Linked DNA regions of Triticum aestivum: region 2 is linked to region 1. A link is a contact called in public Hi-C data. All regions are on one chromosome and are shown on one strand. Each heading gives the region's core, a stretch centred on a gene start, on an enhancer-like site or on the middle of the called end of the contact. The rest is flanking DNA. Distances are from core to core; before and after follow the strand shown.

Evidence for each region. Hi-C and Micro-C count contacts between places; a contact is called where the count stands out from the background.
Region 2: a contact with region 1 is called in a Hi-C map of leaf, with 5 times the contacts expected there. The contact joins the promoter of LOC123148384 here to the promoter of LOC123152269 in region 1. A contact is called at or near these places in 2 of 5 Hi-C or Micro-C datasets (both in leaf).

What each region holds. Positions count from the first base shown.
Region 1 is chr7A:576,745,516-576,751,945 of IWGSC CS RefSeq v2.1, reverse strand. It overlaps LOC123152269, which reads left to right and starts at 2,949. Exons shown (of 1, transcript XM_044571858.1): 1 at 2,949-3,817. The coding sequence starts at 2,988. The coding sequence ends at 3,578. It overlaps TRNAL-CAG (transfer RNA leucine (anticodon CAG)), which reads left to right and starts at 4,196; the gene lies at 4,196-4,276. It overlaps LOC123148380 (stromal processing peptidase, chloroplastic), which reads right to left. Exons shown (of 25, transcript XM_044567772.1): 23 at 6,020-6,170; 24 at 5,722-5,838; 25 at 5,100-5,611. The coding sequence ends at 5,756.
Region 2 is chr7A:577,291,677-577,298,106 of IWGSC CS RefSeq v2.1, reverse strand. It overlaps LOC123148384, which reads right to left and starts at 2,856. Exons shown (of 20, transcript XM_044567778.1): 1 at 2,493-2,856; 2 at 1,590-1,839; 3 at 1,271-1,380; 4 at 1,050-1,184. The coding sequence starts at 2,799.

The sequences.
Region 1 (6,430 bases), core at 1,700-4,199:
GGACACCGGGCGGGCGACCGACCAAACAGACAAAAAGCGGATGAAATCATCGTCTGTTTAGGTCACCCCATTGGAGTTGCTCTAAATCATTAAAAACAAATACGTAAGATACACACTGTACTGCAATGACCCCTGCTGCCCTGCACAGGTAGCTTGCGCACGAAGAAGAAAACCCACCCGGAGGCGGAGGAGATATAAACGAAACCAAACGTGCAGTGCTTTCCGCTTCTCTCTCAGCTTATGTTTTGCGCGGCACACGGTTTACAGGCAGTGACCTCCAGCCCGGCCATAGCTACTAGGAGTACTAGCGAGCTACAACGCCGCACCGCATATCCCCTCTTCTGATCATGGCACAAGTTGACAAATGCGGCGCAGAAGAAGCACCACCGCACCGGCACCGCACCGCATGGCATTCCTTCGTCCCGAAACAGGAGAAGCCGGCCAGAAAGTGAAAGGAAAACCGGTCGCGTCGCGTAGGCCGTAGGCTGACACGAATACGATACGCGCTAGTGGAGCGCGTACCAGCTGTGGCGGCCGACCGGACCGGCAGTGCCGCGGCGCGGGGCGCACAGCGCGCCGCACCCCGTCCGCAACAGCGCAAAGCGGCAGGCACTGCGGCAGCAGCGGCGTGCGGTTCCGTGCGTGAGTCACTCACACGCGGACCGAGCGAAACGCACGGCAATTTAAGAGGGAAAAAATAGTTTCCGAAAAAATATTTTATACCCAGTATACGTAGGAGTAGCCGTATGTATGACAGTGCGTACATATCAGCAAGAAGACAAGGTGCGGCGATGCGTTCGGTTCGCCGCCGCGTCAGCGCCCACGCCCCAACCCCAGCACCCCAGCCGGCCGTTTTTGCTCGTGCTTCGTCCGTGGAGACTTTGCAACCCGGTCCCTTCGGAGGTGCTATTTTACAAGATGAACCAGGTGGCTTTCTTTCTTGGGGGAGAGGCTATCAAATTTGTAGTTTGGCTACGAATGAGATAAACTATAGTAAAATTCACAAGGTTGACTTGGAAAAATAAAATATATGTGCTGGCTAGGCTGACTTTCGTACACATTAACTAATGGTAGAGATTTTGCCGAAAAAAATAAACTAATGGTAGAGCTTCATGGGATGAGTCGGTGTTTTGTACATTTCTACGTATCTTGTTTGCTGCAGGGTGGAGACAGCTACAAGCCTACAACGAGGCATTGTGTTGATCTACCCTAGCCGCCGCCACGGGGAGGCGATCTTTTTCTACCGATCTCCCACGGCGAGGGCGCTGGCCTCCCCTCTCTCCGGTTGCTGCTCTGGCGGCAGGAGGGAGGGAGGACCCGTTCATTCGCTCCGTAGTTAGGATTTAGATTTGTAGGTCGTGGTGCATCGTTGGAGTAGTGGGAGCGGCATCCGGATGAATAAATTTGCCTCAACTCCACTTTCACACCGGCGGTGTCCTTCATGGCGGCGTTTCAGAGTTGCTGGCATCATGTATTTGTCGATCCTTCAGATCGGCGATGTTAGGGTTCATGGATGGTGTCGGCGAGGCGGCGACGGCGACTCCATCAGGTGTGTCTCTCCTTCTGCTCCATCCCCGTTGCTGCGGCGTTGTCTCCGACGTCATGGTGGAGCAGGGAGGTTTTGTCGTCCAGGAGTACGCGCAGACGCTTGTCTACGGAAGTGACAGCTGAAAGATGATGCATCTTGTGCTGGGTTTGTGGTTGAAGGCTGACAGTTCTGGTTTCCTTCTCCGACGATTAGTCATGTGGGGGTGTCAGTTCTGGAGTTCGATGGCATGTCTGAGAACACGTTGCCTCGGTCTGATTCTTTCAACGACAATGGTTTTACTTCAGGCAAACTACTTTAGAGATCCGTAAAGCTGCTGATCAGCGATGGAGCCGCGTCGAGCTCGGGTGAAGAGGTGATCTATCTCCTTTTTCATAGTGGAGAGGGTCAGGCGCTGGTCTTTTGCATAGGATTATCATATCTTTTCAATCCTGTAATATCGATATTTACGTGGCTTGTAACTGAATTTTTATATTATTAATGAGACACGTATTACTACGTGAAAGAAAGAGGCATTGTGTTGATCCCACATCCCGATGCCATCTAGCAAATCCTATGATAATACATAATGCTTATAATTGAGGAATAGAAGTGGACTATCATTTACACCAGAAGCGGATCCAGTAGAATTTTTTGATTGGCTTCATCTTTCGTTAATTGGAAATTGGAATGCATGTGTTTTCTTTATCTTTGCGACTAGTTTATTGGCCGGTTTCTGCGATGAAATATTCTCCGGTTCCTAGGTGCATATACACTTGGTATGAAAGAAAAAATAGTAATTTGAAAAAAGTCAAAATTTCTAAAAACAATCTGAAATAAACTTGACCTTTTGTTATACCTAAAATGTTTTGCGAGGAAAAGAATTCCTGTTGGCTTTGGGGGGTGGGGGGGGGGGGATCTCAAGGACAAAAAAATGCGAGTAGTAACTTCTATAGTGTTTATTTTGTTTTTCGACCAACAATACCATGGAATTTTTCCTTGGCTAACCTTTTTACACCAATATAACAGAGGGAATGTTTTTATATGAAAAGTTTGTCGCGATCACACCATTGGCTCTCTAAGTGAAAATCTTATTTGCCGGATTTCGAAGAACAAACTAGGATGCGTCTAACTCTCGTATATAGATGGGAAATATTAGAGTACATGTATCCTTATACAGTTATACTCAGGCACTATTTGCAACATTTAAGTGGCAGAAAACAAGATTGCTTTGGCAATAAATAAAGAAAGGAGTGCCCACCATGAGAAACTGAGAATCGAGAAGGGCGACAAGCTCACAATAACACCAAAAGCAAGGGAGCGGCAATAAATAAAGAAAGGAGTGCCCTGGACTCCTACTGTCCTCCACGTTGGGCGCGTCGTGGCTATATATACAGCTTCTTTCCGCGTCCCGTCCTCACCAAACACCAAAACCATTCAACCTGTATTCAGAAAACCGTGGATGGGATCAGGTCTCTCTCACAACCACCGGAGCAGCGTCGCGCCCCAGCAGCAGCCGTCGTCGGCCCGCGTCATCGCCGCCGACGGCTCGCTGACGGAGTTCGCCGCCTCCTCGCCTGTCAGCGTCTCCGACGTCCTCCGCGCAGGCAATGCGGGCGACTCGTTCTTCCTGTGCAGCTCCGACGCGCTCTACTTCGACGAGGACGTGCCGGCGCTCGGCGGCGGCGAGCTGCTCCGTCCCGGCCAGATATACTTCGTGCTCCCCCAGGCGATGCTCGGGCGGCCCCTCTCGAGCGCCGACATGGCGGCCATGGCGGTGCGGGCTAGCGAGGCGCTGGCGACTAGAGCGCGGCCGCGTGGGCGCGGCGCCGGCATCAGGAAGGTGCGCGTCACGCCGGTGCACGCCGAGGGCAGGCGTGGCGACGTGGACGCACAGGTCAACGCGAAGCTGAACGAGAGGACCCTTGGGGAGTACTCTGCGACGGCCTCGGGTGGTCCGGCGTGGATCGGCAAGAAGGCTGCCGTGGCTGCGTTTCCGCCGGCGAGGAAGGCCCTCAAGCCGCTCAGCACCATCCAAGAAGATGCGGAGTGACGCAATGCTCATAAGAAAAAAAGGCAGGCGACGCCGAGTGATAAAATGGAAGGAAATCATAAGATTTTGTGATAAGGATTAATTTTTTCTGTACTATTGTTTTCGCATTAACCATTTTTTGGAACAGTGGTGTTGGTGAGGAAAATTCAAAAAAGGTAGATAGGGATGTCGTTTGGTTGATTTGCCATTGTACATGTACTAGTATTTGGTAACAAAGGGAATTGAAATGTGGTCCCATATATGATTTGTTCATACTTCTACTTTTGTTGATTGTGTTGGGCTAGTGGTCAAAGGCGTCGGCTTGAGATCATGTGATAATATTCGGTTGACTATCGCGCATGTCTTCTTTTTGTCCCCGTTGTGTCGTGATGCCTAAGATTATTTTGTATTTAGGGGAGGAGACTTTAGAAAATGGAAATAGTTGAAGCATCGAGCATCTCTCGTGGCAGAATTAGTGGTGGGTACGGATTAGCTATGTCGAAATCATCTTGTGGACTTCAACTGACGGAGAAGGTACTGGTCTGGTCAGCCAAACGGCAGGTGGATATGCGCATCGTTGGTGGAGCGCACAGGCTGCTACACTAACAAATAAACTTTATACGCACCTATATCACCAAGTCAAGATGGCCGAGTTGGTCTAAGGCGCCAGTTTCAGGTACTGGTCCGAAAGGGCGTGGGTTCAAATCCCACTCTTGACACAGTTTTTTCGTTCATTTATATATTTGCTTCACCTTTTCTTTTTGAATGTAATATCCTTTTGTTTGACTTAATTTTGGTCTGTGCCGTCGGTTGCCGAGTGCCGACCAGATTGTACGACTTCCGCTGAGAGAATCGGCGCTAGGCTGAACGGGCACGAGCATCTCACCGACGCCCCAACTGGAAGTCTGAGCTGTAAAAAAGGCCTCCCTCCGTGATCACAAAGTCGCAGTGCCAGTGGCAACAGCTCCTGGTCTTCTCAACATGCTAGCTACATGCATGCATTCTTTTTGAAAAAACTGGACACGGGAGAAGTTTGAACGAGCGAGTTGCAAATTGCTCGTTCCCCGACTGGGTTTCTCTTTCATGTCCATTGCCCTTGCTCGTGCTGGCGAGAGGGGGACTTCAGACTTGGTCGTGGCACACACACATGATGCTTGCACGGCGGGCGTTGTTTCTGGAAGCCCTGGCTGACGCATTTGACCCGCGGTGAGTGGACGAGAGGCAGGCGTACGGGTACGGCTTCCGTCCCCGCATGGACCACGCGGACCGTGGACTGCGGCGGCATCAGGTAGCGTTCATGTGGCCAACAGGATCAACTACGTGAATGACAACCTACCACTTCAGCAAACCAGCAGTGTCGTCTCTCCCCGTCAACCCGAGCTTTTGGACGAAACTCCATCAGCGAATAATCAACTTGATCTTTTCCCTGATATTTTATCGGATGCCCCAGAGGGGCTCCCGTGGCCGCGAGCATTCAATTTGACACCTCAGGCTCAAAACATAATTCAGCCAAGGCTCCCAAAATAGTGGAACCAGAGTAGCTATAACCAAAACTCTGTATCTTTCTCATTATAAATACCTCAAGTATTACAACTGTGAGAAGAAATAACAGTAGTAAAAACTTACACGAGCCTATGCTATTTATTATTTCACCGTTATTGTGTTACAATGACCTGTGCTACTTAGCCGTTGCACAGTGTCTTGGGAGTGATTGATTCTCTACTGTCATCCTATATCTTCTGCAATGACCTGAAGAATCCTAGTTACAAGTTACAACAACCGAGGAACCTGCAAGAATCAAATCGTTCACCGCTATACATGTGGGCATGGCCTGCCAAGTAAACCTTTCAAGACCTTGCCAACAATCAACTCAATGTTTCTCGGACAAAATGCAACAACCAACGCTTTCTGTTGCAATGTGCATTGAATAACTATCGGCCTGATCCAATCAAACCAGTGGGTGGACATTACCCGCTAGCAAACGACTGCCATCAGTCTAGTCTCCACATGGCAATGCAGATCCCCTCTTCAGGAGCTAGGTTGATACTTGATACCTGTGTATGGGGCCAGTTATAATCAGAAGAAAAAAAAAGTCTGCAGGTTTCACAAAAGCATTGTATAACACTGGATATGGAATGATTCAATTGATAACAATGTTACACACCTTGAGAAAGTTGGGGCGTGAAAATGTGTAGAGATCATGTGGTTGGTCTGGTCATAGTAGATAGACCCCGACCTCCCATGGGAACCATACCAGGAAGCCCCAACTCAGGCTCATCATCTGCTGACAATTAAATGAAAAATAAATGGATGAAACTACAAATTCTGATGTAAAAAATGCATCTACCATACAGCAAACAAATAAACAATATACGGCCATTTTCATGTACTAAACTTTGCTCAAATCCGAATAAGATTCATACAAACTGTGCAACTTTATCATCAATGTTTTTATTACGTACCGTTCACTTCTTCACCAGATTCAGCACCAGCAATCCCGATGCAGGCAAATAAAGATGAATCGTCAACTTTCAAGTGCTCATATGCAAGATACAAGTCCTCAATTGTGGCACTTTCATACAATGTTGTCAATTCCTTAATACAGGATATATCCTGCATTTAATTGGAAGAGATGAACTACAGTAAGACAGTGATACAACAAGAGAAGAGGAAATGAAACTAGTATGGAAACTAATAGCACAAAAAACTAATGAAGGATAAGATATGGACTGGGATCCAACAAATGATAATATCTAACACGAAAAAGATACAATCTATACAGATTTAACATGTGATCATACATTGGCAGATACATGTAATGCAAACTGCTGTTAAAAATTTCCTCTAGGGAAGGCTCTACAGCCCGAATTATT
Region 2 (6,430 bases), core at 1,607-4,106, 550 kb before region 1:
AAGTCTAGAAGTGAAGAATTTTTGTTACCACAGTTCTTTCATGATTTGATCCATAAATGAACCAATATTGGTCTTGGTTACTGCAACCTGCCTAAATTATTACTCAGTAGCCTAACAGAAAATTTTCTACCATGATATTATAAGTACAGAATTGTTTTTCCTTGAACATGCATCAAAATTCATGTCATTTTGTATTAGAAGGGGCACCATGATGGGGCGAAACTAACAACCAAAATGGAAAAGAAACTAGCAAAAGCAAGAACAAAACTGAAAAACTATACTACCCTAAACTACCTAGAAAAGATTAAAAACGATTATTGAACGCAGCCAGCTAGGCAATGTCTTAAGACTAATGCACATGCAGGTAGTCACATAAAAGGATGAAGGCTAGGCCCCCTAACAGCAAAGCATGCACTAATGTCTAATGAGGAGAAGCTTGTACTAAAACTAAGGCCATGCTAAGACAAGAGATAATGATGCATCACGACATGAACAATGCAACGTGGCAGTTTCAAAAGTTACAGTTAAAAGCTAAAATGTGGCGTTTTCAACATTTCTCACCATATGTACTTCGGCTATATTATGGTGATTTTGATTTTTGTTTTTTCGCCAAAGTCATGGCGCACCTATACTCTCCCAGATTGCCACTTGGTTTCTGCAGCATTATCTACAAGGATGTCAAATCCCATACCGAGGCAATGTGGATCACCAGACAGTGCTAATCGTGTCTCATACAATCTATTATAAACATTGCTCAAAGAAACATGGATCCAAGGAGGATAGGAATTAGGATAACATTAGTAGTATGCCTTGATATTTTCAGCCCAGATAAATATAGCCTATAAATCTGTAATATGTATGAGACTGAAAGAGTATGGGATCTGGAGAGACAAGGTAACAGGGGGAGGGAGAAAATAAAATGCAAGAAAATGCTTGCCAGCAAGAGTAGGAGAGTAGTTGACAGGACAGAAGTATCAGTGCTTAAACATCCAGAATAAGCAACATCCATTTGGGTAAGTTATTTAAATAATAAAAGAAAGAAGACTAACTCTTTTGGCGGTATGGGGCATGACTTTGTGAGCACAAAAATGCTTTTGAATCTCCTACATTAGCTGTTATGATTTGGCCATCGGCTATCAAGACCACAGTAGCTGTTGAACCGGACTTGAAATTTTTTCGTAAAGCTTCCTGCATTACAGATGCCAAATAACTCTTTTCAATTCTTACGAACGTGCACAATGAAGTTTAAATTTGCTTACGAAAATGAGACCTTCCTTGGAGAATGTTAGGTCAATATCCTGAACTGCCCTCAATAATGATTCCTTCAGAATTTCCATGTGAAAAGATCGATCTAGAATAGTGGGTGATGTCCAACATGACCTGCACTTTTTTAGAACCATGAACAACTTTTATTTCCCTGAAAACAAGGTTCAGATTCTTTGAAAGTGGCATATAAACATTAATACTTTAATAGCATTCGGAGATCAAGGAAACATCAAAATCATCATGCTGTAAACAGGATGTAACTCCATAGTGTAAACACAACCAGAACTATTTACATGGATTAAAGGGCATGATAAAAGACAAACCTCTGGCCGTGATTGGACTGATCCTCTTTGTACAGGTTAAGAACACTGTTAAGAATAGTAACTTCCTTATGTGTCAGCTTTCCAGTTGAGTTTCTGAACATGATGGAGTATATACCATCAAGAAGAAAATAAACATGAAGCAACAAGTACTCCAGTAAGAGCTTAGAAGCCATCTCACTGGCCTCATCTCCATTATGACCATCAAATATTGCCATCACTCCTACATCCACCTCTTTAATCCTCATTTGCTCTGTATAATATAGCAAGTTAACCAGGATCAGATTACAAATGAACAGGGTGCATGTTAAAGGATCGAGCATAAAATCACAATGACCAAAGCACTTTGAAAAGTATTTCTACAAATCATTTGGCTGACTACGTAATAGGCTAATAGCAGCTTGTTATCCCTAGACATATGAGTCATGAAGCACTAGTCAACTTGAGCAACTCGCAGTCTCACAATATGCAACCTTAATGGCAGGAAAAAGATGCTGTGCTAGGCCTAATAAACTCTGCCGGAAACTATTCTGCAGAAAGCGCCCAGTACATTCACAAACTATTATCCTTCCAACATGATATCCAGCTTCCCACTCCCATTTTACAATTTCTTAGTGACTACACTCTCTGACATGAGATGCCAACTAACATTCAGGAGCAAAAATCATAGTACCAGTAAACCAGAAGCAGAATACTGTTTTCATTCCTCATTTCTAGCTCAGAGTTCATGAAGCATAATAATAAGTGCATTCTAATTAATAAGCAAGGTCGCCAGTACAATCCTGGAAGTTCTGGTTAACTGCACATGATTTCTCAATACTCCCTCGTCCTTCCCCCTCATAGCTGCAATGCAACACCGCGTGTAAATTGCGGATTTGATTTACTAACTCCGTGTTGTGCAGGTACCTATGAAGGGGATGCGGATGCCGAGCGCGCAGACGGCGCGGTCCTCCTGGGAGCGGCGGCGGCCACGGTGAGCCGCCACATGGCACCTCCTCGGCTGCGGGGGGGAGGAGCCCTTGTCCCCATCTCCCTCGCCGTCGGAGAGGATGGTCCAGCGGGAGCAGTGCGCGGACTGGTACACCGCGGGCGCGCCGCCCTCGCGGTACACGGCAAGGCACGTCGCCGACTCCCCCGCGCACCGGAGCGGGACTAGGAGCTCGATGAGGATGAGAAGGAGGATGGTACGGTGGCCGGATAGCGGTAAGGACATCGGCGAGTCGCCGGAGCAGAAGAGGGGAAGAGGAATTTGATTTATTTTTTTAGACACAAGGGGAAGAGGAATTATGGGCTTGCGTATCGCGAGCTCGTGGTGGGCCCCGAGCAACACTTTCTTCAATCCGAGCTGGCGAGTAGAGCGACGAAGGGGAGCTACTATACACCGCCCGCTGCGAGCGATACGACCTGGTCGCTCACGCACGTCTTTCATGGGCCGGCACAAGTAGCGCAGGTTTTTTAGCTAAAAATGTAAAATACACTAATGCCCTCAAAAAACAAAAGGTTAAAATACACTACTCACTCGGAGGGAGTAATATATTTTCAGACAGACACAAAATTTTTTTATTATATTTAAAAGAAATAAATTGTCTTACTAATTTATATAAAGATAACAATTTTAATAATAAACAACTAAAAAATATGTGTGTGTGCACATATATAAAATAATCATGTCCTCCTAAAATTTATTTTATGCATTTTCTACAAAGTGTAAACGCATTTGAAAAATATTCCTGTAATTTTTCAAAAACTAAACATGTTTAGAACAAGCTCATCATGTATAAAATTTGTTCAACATATGTTTAGAAAAATCAATGTATATTTAAGATATATTCAAAATGTTCCTCATGTATTTAGGAAATATTCAACGTGCATTGGAAACAAAAATGGACAAAATGTTCTACGTTTAAAAAAATTAATATATAGACAAAATGTTTACATTTTATTCTAACATCTAAATTTAAAACAAAAATGGAAATAATAATAAGAAGAAAAACAATGGAAATAGAATAAAAATAGAAATAAAAAAACCAAAAATGGAGACAAACCAAATAAAACATAAAAGAGAAGCAAAAAAAATACAAATAAAAAAAACATGCAGAATAGGGAGAAAACATGCACCCTTACGTGACTTTTGGGTCGTCCCACATCAAGGTGTCGTTTTTTATTCTTTTCTGGTTTTTCTGCAAATTCACAAGTTTTATGGAAAATGTGAAAAATAAGTTCATGAAAAAATGGAAAAAATTTCACCTTCTATGGGAAATGAATAAGACTTCAAAAAATGAAAATGAATTTTCTTTTCCAAAATACCTCTATGATTTAAAAATTGTAAAAATGTGTGCAGACTTTTAGAAATGTCACAAAATGATAGAAAATATATGCAAAATTTATAAAGTATCTTTGGTAGGCCACGTCTCGCCCGCACTAGGCCGGCCGGAAATGTGGCATGCTCATTTGCTTGGTATCCACGAGTCCACGTGTATGCATGGAATAGGATTTGTTTATAAACATTTGCAAGAGAAAGGCTAGTGCTGAAAACGTGAGCATATCTTATGTGGGCCTACAATTTTAAGCCCGTTGAATTTCGCACTGCAAATTAGGAGGAACTCGAGTGTGCACCATGAGTTGGAGTTTGGCCGGTCGGTACGCACCACATCAAACCCTGAACAACCACCGCCAAGCAAATCCCAGTCGACCAGTGTCCCACCGCAATCAGCCTTACTAGAGAGGAGGCCCGGGGCGAGAGGCGTGAGAGATCGCGGGCATTGTGGCTCCTCGACGGCTTCCAGCTCGAGCAGCGGCCACCATGTCACAAACCAAATCCAATGGTGGACACCTCGTCACCGCCACTGCGCAGTTACAACCCCTCCCTACCTCCCACGCGATCGCCACCTGTTGCTAGTGTCCCCTTCCCTCACGTGCCTTTGACTCCCCTCCATCGGTGGCACCGCCGTCTCATCGTCCCCGATTCTAGGTCTCCCATCTGAGGCCTTGTCGTGGTGTCTCCATCGTCGCCTGGGAGCTACTCTCCAGAATTCGATTAACCCGAATTTCATTTTCAGGTAACTTGCCCAATGGCAAACACGAGAAAGTTTCCATCCTTAATCTTTTGCGGGTTCCGAGGAAGAGTATGTGAATGGTCTAGTAGAACGTACGCACCATCCTCCCATGTACCCAACCATTTATGTTCCATTTTTTGTTCCAAAATGGTATTAGTGCTCTGGATGGGAATGGGCCGGCATGCTTAGAGCCGGACCTGGTCTTGCTGGCCCCTTTGTTATGTTCAGAGTAACATGATTGGACTCATTTAATTACCGATTGCACAAGAACAATGAGCATATGCCCAACCACATTATTTCAACTATCAACATTTAGTCGTAGGGAATTCTAGCAAGTTATAAGATATTCAGATTTGTTAAAACAAAAAAAGGAACGTAAATGGTTATGCAATGTGCAAGCAGCTAATCACTCTTCCATGAAAATGTACAACCAGAAAAGGGACATAAACGGAATTGTCATGTCAAGATGGTGGTTCACGTGTAATACTCTCTATTCCATTCTTTAATAGATGAGACGAATCTTTTGCTTCCGTTTAAAAAAAAGTACAAACATGTGATAGAAGAAGAGGAAGGACATCCAATCTTCAAACTCATTTGGAGCAGCTCTAGCAGGCTAAAACATAAGTTTTTTTTCTGGCTGATAGCACACAACAGAGCTAACAACAAGAGCCCTTCTTAGAATAATAAGGCATGCATCTGGAAAACCACTTCTGTCCAAACTGCAGCCACGATGCATAAGAAACGCCACTCCTTTTGTTTTGAGACGGTGACTTTGCACAATAATGTTGGAACACTTTGACCCCCAATAAAAGAGGGGAACTTCAATTCTTGAACAAATGGAATCGACAACTGCAAAGAGTTTCAATACAGAAATTGTGATCTTTGGATGCTAGAATATATGGATACAAAGAAATGGTAAAGTTTTTATAGAGCAACAACCAACTATTCAAGTTTGGAGACACTTCCTCAAGCACGATCTGATGCTACTTCAGTAGAGAATAAGAGAGAAGCTTGTTTTTCCTTCCGTCAGTGGATAGCCAGTAACATCTACTCCCTCCGTCCCATAATATAAGAACGTTTTTGATATATACTAGTGCCAAAAACATTCTTATATTATGGGACAGAGGGAGTAATCATCATGTGTTCGATGCCTAGAAATGGTGTTGTTGTTTTTCAGAAAAGGAGGATTACCCCCACCCTCTGCACTGGGTGATGTATATAGCCATTTTAGTAGTACATCACGTAGTCTAAAGCCATCATCTTAGCAACAGTTGTCGCTACTTCTATCCACTTAATGAAGGGATTTCGATAGTCCGAGCCTAATATCAAACAGACATTGCACCAATACCTAACATCTAAAGTCGAAGATCTCAACCAAGCCACATACTGGGTTTGGGGTACAAACCGGTCCAACGCACTCTTATGTGTCATCGTCGTCGTATTCCACCAATCCATCTTCAGGGCAGAAACTAAGGCATCGACCTTGCCAGGCTTCTCTTCCATCGATGGCACCATGACACCAGACAATGTCCTCCTCCTGCGCGAGTTCATCTCCGCACATCGGACACCGAGTCTCCACTGCGCCACGCTGCCGAGATCCGCCGCCATCAATGTGTAGGATGAAGCACCCCTTCACCAAAGAAGGCGTCCACTGGTCCATCGCTCATATACACCTCCAAGAATGACGCCCCCAAGGGGAAAACAACACCAGAGCTCCACCATCATCCGATCTACTGATCTAGGATTTTCGCCGAAGGTAGCGAATAGAGATATGGAGCTTCTCCATGG